2 separate regions of the Manis pentadactyla genome follow, and region 1 is linked to region 2. The links are chromatin contacts, called in public Hi-C maps. All regions are on one chromosome and are shown on one strand. Each heading gives the region's core, a stretch centred on a gene start, on an enhancer-like site or on the middle of the called end of the contact. The rest is flanking DNA. Distances are from core to core; before and after follow the strand shown.

What was found. A called contact is a pair of places that touch in the nucleus more often than the background predicts.
Region 1: a Hi-C map of fibroblasts shows a contact between it and region 2, with 3 times the contacts expected there. The contact joins the promoter of GID4 here to the promoter of RAI1 in region 2. A contact is called at or near these places in 2 of 3 Hi-C or Micro-C datasets (fibroblasts and skin fibroblasts).

The regions. Positions count from the first base shown.
Region 1 is chr4:119,693,948-119,696,647 of mManPen7.hap1, forward strand. It overlaps GID4 (GID complex subunit 4 homolog), which reads left to right and starts at 1,253. Exons shown (of 6, transcript XM_036894021.2): 1 at 1,253-1,849. The coding sequence starts at 1,421. ATPAF2 (ATP synthase mitochondrial F1 complex assembly factor 2) reads right to left here and starts at 1,173. Exons shown (of 9, transcript XM_036894002.2): 1 at 898-1,173. The coding sequence starts at 1,030.
Region 2 is chr4:119,349,187-119,351,999 of mManPen7.hap1, forward strand. It overlaps RAI1 (retinoic acid induced 1), which reads left to right and starts at 1,517. Exons shown (of 5, transcript XM_036894024.2): 1 at 1,517-1,938.

The DNA of each region.
Region 1 (2,700 bases), core at 3-2,502, 340 kb after region 2:
GTCAACAGTAGGCTATTAGCAGTTAAGCTTTGGGGGGAGTCAAAGTTATACTCAGATTAACCACGAAAAGGGGTGAGTGACCCTAATCCCCATGCTGTTCAAGGAGCAGCTGTACTTCCCTAGCACAGGATATTATAAGCTACTGTTCAACCAGGGTAGTATAACCTTCTGCACTAGATACTGAACACCATTTACGTGGGGACCATGACTGTCTTGAAGACTATGCCGCCTCCTGCCCTCAGCACAGAGAAACTAACTGAATGAAAGGAATGTGTTCTACTTTCACTCATTTAAGGGGATCACTTCCACTCTTAGCCTAAAACTCTCCTCAGAAGCAATGAAAGGGCCATTGCCTTCTTTTAGGCCTCATCAGTCAGAAGTGGAGGAAGGAGGTACAGCTGTCAACTCCTTAGCAGACAGGACAGGGATTGTGGCAGGGCAGTTGGAGGGAGGGCCAGAACCGTGCAGACAAAGTGGCAGAGCTAGAAGACTGAATGCTGGAGGTCCAGGCCCCTTCTAGGCCCTGGAGCACAGGAAACAGACAGGCCGAACTTTGCCCTCCACAAATCTCTGATCTTGTCCTTGGTGCAATCGTGACCCTGAGCCCCGTTTTCCCTGTCTGAAAACAAGGATACATCTGCTTTCTTTATTGGACAGGAAAGCTATCATCCTCGTGAAAAGCCGCACGTGATAAATGCCAATTACTGTCTCTCCTGCGGTGACGCGCTGTGTGCCCTCGGGGGTCCCTGCCTGGGCTTCTCTTTCCCGATCTGTAACAGAACCCGATAGACCTGCGTTACCTGAGCCTGAGCGCTGCTTCGATTACCCCGCCGTGCACAGCCCGCCTAAGCCCAGCTGGCCCCTGGCCAAGAAGACACGTGCCCCGGCCTCCCTCACCTGTCGGGGGAACGTAGGCACGGGCTGGGGGCTGGGGATTTGATCCCGGCCCCACGGAGGCGGCGAGACCACCCCGGGGCCGGTTAAGGAGGCGGCGCTCCCCATCCAGAAGCCGGAGGCAGCTCCTCCACATAACGCTAAAGGGCCTGGGAAGACGACCGGCACAAAACCTGAGAACAGGAAACAGGGAGAAGGAATCCCCAAGCCGCAGGCTCAGGCCGTACGAAAACCTCTCACCGCCTCCCCAGTGCCCTCATCCTCCCCTGCACGCCGCCATCTTCCGAATGAACCAATAGTGCGCCGTCGCTCGCGCGCGCCACTCGCGCACACCCCCAGTCAATCAGCTTCACAAACGCACCTCGCCCCGCCCACTCCACGCAGCACCTCGGGAAGACTACAAGTCCCAGAGGGCCTCTCGCGCACCCGGCCACGTGCTTCCTCCGCCCGCCAATGGGTAGAAGCGCCGCGTGCGCCTACTCCCGCCTCCCGAGCAACCTCGAGCCAATCGGAAGGGGTGGTGTGTATGCGAGGGCAAGTGGGGAGGGGGGCTCAGCTCAGGACCGGGAGGCCCTACTCGCAGGTCCCGGGGTCCCGGTGGCGGACGGAGCGCTTGGTCCGCAGGCAGCGGGCGGGTGTCACCCCTCCCGCCCCAACCCCGCGCGTGCGCGCCCCGGCCTCTGCCTCCCTGCCACTGTCCTCGGCTCCCGCGCGGCAGCGGCGGTTCCTCTCCCCTCCCCCAGCCCTGGCTCCGGGGGACCCCGCGATGCCGGTCCGCACAGAGTGTACCCCGCCGGCCGGTGCCTTGGCTGCTTCCGCGGCCTCGCTCATCCCGCCGCCGCCCATCAACACCCAGCAGCCCGGCGTGGCCACCAGCCTGCTCTACAGCGGCTCCAAGTTCCGCGGCCACCAGAAGAGCAAGGGGAACTCGTACGACGTAGAGGTGGTGCTGCAGGTGAGCGCCGGGCCGGGCCGGCGGGGGCCCGAGGGCCTCCTCGCGGCGCTCACGGGCCGTAACCGTCCCCGGCTTCTTGAGTCCGCAGCCGCCGGCCAGGCCCTCGCCGTCGGGCCTCCTGCACCCGGCGCTAAACCCTGGGACCTGCCCAGCTGGTGTTACACTCTCTGACCCCCAACCCTGACCTGCCCCCTCACACGCCTGTCGTGAGCTGCTCTTGGCAGACCCTGAACACTCTCCCAGACTCGAAGCCCGAGACCCACCCGCCTAGAATCCGGAAGCCTCCCATGATTGGCCATCCTGAGACCTGGGACCTTCCCATGACCTGTCGCCCTGAGATCAGCCTTGCCTGCAGTGTCTCTCAGACCCTGAAATACTCTCCATTGGTTTTTCCTGACTCTGGACCCTCCGCATGGTTGGGCCTAAGTCAGATTCTCCAAGACTTGAGACATGCCTCTACCCCACAACCCTCTTCCCGAAGCCCCAGGAATCCTCAGATCCTGAGGCCCGCCTCCTTCTCCTAGGATTTCCTCTTTGGGAGAGCTTAATCAGCCTCAGACCTGGGAGCACCCTCCTTCCATTAGTCCCTTAGCTGGAGAGCCCCCAATCCATAACTGATTGATGACTCCTGGCGCCCCCTCAAGACCAGGTACTCTCACCCTGGTGCTGCTGGGTGGAGTGCCTCACTGTCCCTTAGAGGTCCCCGGACCTCTTACTGCCCCATCTCTTTCTGGCTCAGGCCCCAGCTGCCCCCACCCTGAGGATTCCTGCCCCAGGCTTATCCTCCCTACCCCCATTCTCTGACCACTTCCATTCTGCTCCCAGTCTCCCCAGCCTGTCAACCCAGACCT
Region 2 (2,813 bases), core at 267-2,766:
GTAGACTACAAGCATCCCCATTTTAAAGATCAGAAAACTGACACTTGGCAAGTTGAGTGGTTTGCCCAAAGCCACCCAGGTGGGTGCAGAGGAGCCAGATTTAGAAACCAGGTCTGTCTCACCCAGAGCCTATACTTAAAACTAGCTTAAAACAGTGCAGTTCACATTCGGGTCCACCTTCTGTCTTGCTCTTACCATTCGCCTTGGGAGATGCATTGTTGAGCCCCTGTGGGAAGGGCTCTGGGAGCAGGTCTTGGCTCTTGTCACTTTAGCCTGAGAACCTGGACCGGTGACTTTACCAGCCTGTGCCTCAGTTTCCCCATGAACAAAATGTGATGAGCTTGCTTCACAGAGGGGCTTCCAGGAGAAAATGAGACAATGTACAGAAAGGGGTACAGCATCTGGTACTGTACCTACTACAAGGCCTGCTTTACCAATGAGGAAGCCCGGGTTCCATGCAGGAACTCACCGGTCCCAGGTCTCTTGAGAGCTCTGATGCCTTGACCACCCCTCCCCCTCCACAGGACCAGCAGACTCCAGAGGCTGGGAGGGGGTGGGAGGCTATGGATTTGTGTCTAAGTTGTGGTGAGCCCAAGTCTTGGAGCAGCAATTGCTCAGGTTGTCTGTAAGTTAACAGGTTCATTCACTCATTCATTCAAAATTCCTCTGCTTAAAAATCTGCCACTGGCTTTCTTCCCATAGAAGGAACTGTAACCAAAGTCCTTACTAGGCCCTCCCAAAGACCCTGGGCCTCCATTGTGGCTCATCCTTCAGCATGCTCACTTCTTACATCTTAGGCACCAAGCTCTCTCCTGCCTCAGGGCCTTTGCACTTGCTCTCCCCTCTGCCAGGAACGCTCTGCTCCTGTTTCTACCTATGGCAGTTCCTTCCTGCTACTCAGTTCTCTGTTCAGATAACCTTCTCTCACTCCCCATCTTTCACTTCATCTGCTAAATTTCTTCCTAGCACGTACTACTCCCTGAAATTATCTTCTCTGACATGTGAGCATTTGTTTGCTGTCTGTCTCTCTCCACCAGGATGGCAGCTCCACGACAGCAGGAACCACTTGTCTGTCGATATCCCAGCGCCCCACAAGGGGCCAGATACCCAATAAATGAAGACATTTGTCTGGCATATTGAGTTTAGGAGTAGAAAATGTTTACCAAACTGTAAAGAGGCCACAGTGATGGCTAATGGTGGGATGAGGGCGAAAGCCTGGCCTAGGGACCAAACCAGAGACTGGAAGCACATGAGGGCAGGATGCCAGTCCAAATCCTCCGCCAGAGGTTCCAGCCCCCACCCAACCACAGGTCGCGGCGAGGCTGGGAGAGTCCCTGAGGCTCCACCGGGATCCCAAGGAAAAGCCCCCTACCCCCAGGGCCGCGGGAGGGCTGGGGGACGCGCAGGGGGGCGCGCAGGCCGCCAGAGGGTGCTGTCGCAGCGCGCACGGCCCACCTGGCGCCCGGGGCCGCCGGCGAGCGCAGTCAGGCCGCCCGGGAACTTTTTTCCTTCTGCTCTCGTTCTCCCTCTCCCCCCGCGCGTCGTTCGCCCGCCCGCCCGCTCGCTCTTCCTGTGCGGAGGAGATCGCATTTCCCCGCGGCATTCGCGGACACCAGGCGGGCCCGGCCGGTGCGCGGCTAGGGCCTGGTCCCCGCGCCGCCGGCTCCCCGCGCCCCCGGGCGACGCCCCCGCCCGCGGCTGGGCTCGGAGAGTCGTGTTGGAGAGCGAGACGGCGGCGAGGGCGCGAGGCGAGCGGAACAGGCCGCCCTGCCCGGCCCGAGCGCCGGCGCGAGGAGGGGGCCACACGGCCCGCCCTCCTTCCTGCCTGGCCGCGGGCCGGCCGGGCCGGCGCGCCCTGACCCCCATGGCCAGCCGAGCCTCCGGGCCGCGAAGTCGCAGCGCCAGACTCAGGGTCCCCGAGTGAGCGCGGGCGCCGAGGTGAGCACCGAGCGGTGGGGCGCGGGGAGCGCTGCCCCGGAGCGGGGGCGGCGCGAGGCGTCGGGACCCAAGGCAGGGTGAGGGGCCGAGGCGGGATCCCTGGGCGAGCGCGTTGGGCCGCGCTGTGGGGGGTCCGCCGGGCACTGCTTTGTGTGGTGTGGGGGGTGCGCGAGGTCACCGGATGGCCGTCTGGGAGCTGCGGGGTGGGGGCGCCCTGCGCCACAGCTGAGGGTCTTCAGAAAGATCTGTGCTGCTGGCTGCGGTCGGTTCGTGGCGTGGGGACGCGAGAAGCGAGGGTCGGGTGGGCTGAGGGGTCTGCGTGCGCGGAGGCGCGGAGTGTTGGCTGAACGTGGGGTAGGGACGCGGGGGCATTTGCACGCTGCCGGGGCGGGAGGGGAGATTTGTGAGTGCGTCCGCAGTGGGGGGCGGGAGCTACTTCTCTGTGTGGACTGGGGCCTGGCGTGGGAGCGAGGGCCCGTCAGGGCCGTGAGTGGGGAGGTGGGCGCGCAGGGCTGTCCGCGGTGCCCCCACGCGGGCGGCTAGCCCAGGCCTGTGCGCAGGCCCGGCGAGCAGGCAGGAAGCGGCCCCGGAGGCCCCGGGAACTCCGACGCGGCACGGCCCCGGGCCTGTGGGCCCTTCGGGGGCTGACGTCACGGTCGGGGGCGCGGGACACGCGAGCCCCGTGTCCCCGGACAGCGGCGCTCCTGCCCGGTTCACAGCCCCGCGCCTTGGAGCAGGATACCCGGGAGGAGGACCAGGGGGCCGGGCGCAAGGCGGCGTTGCCGAGCGCGGCGGGGCGAGGGGACTGCAGGACGCGAGGGTGACATTTGGAGCCTTGGTCGCGCCGGGGGCCGCCGAGGAGGGGTGGAGGGGAA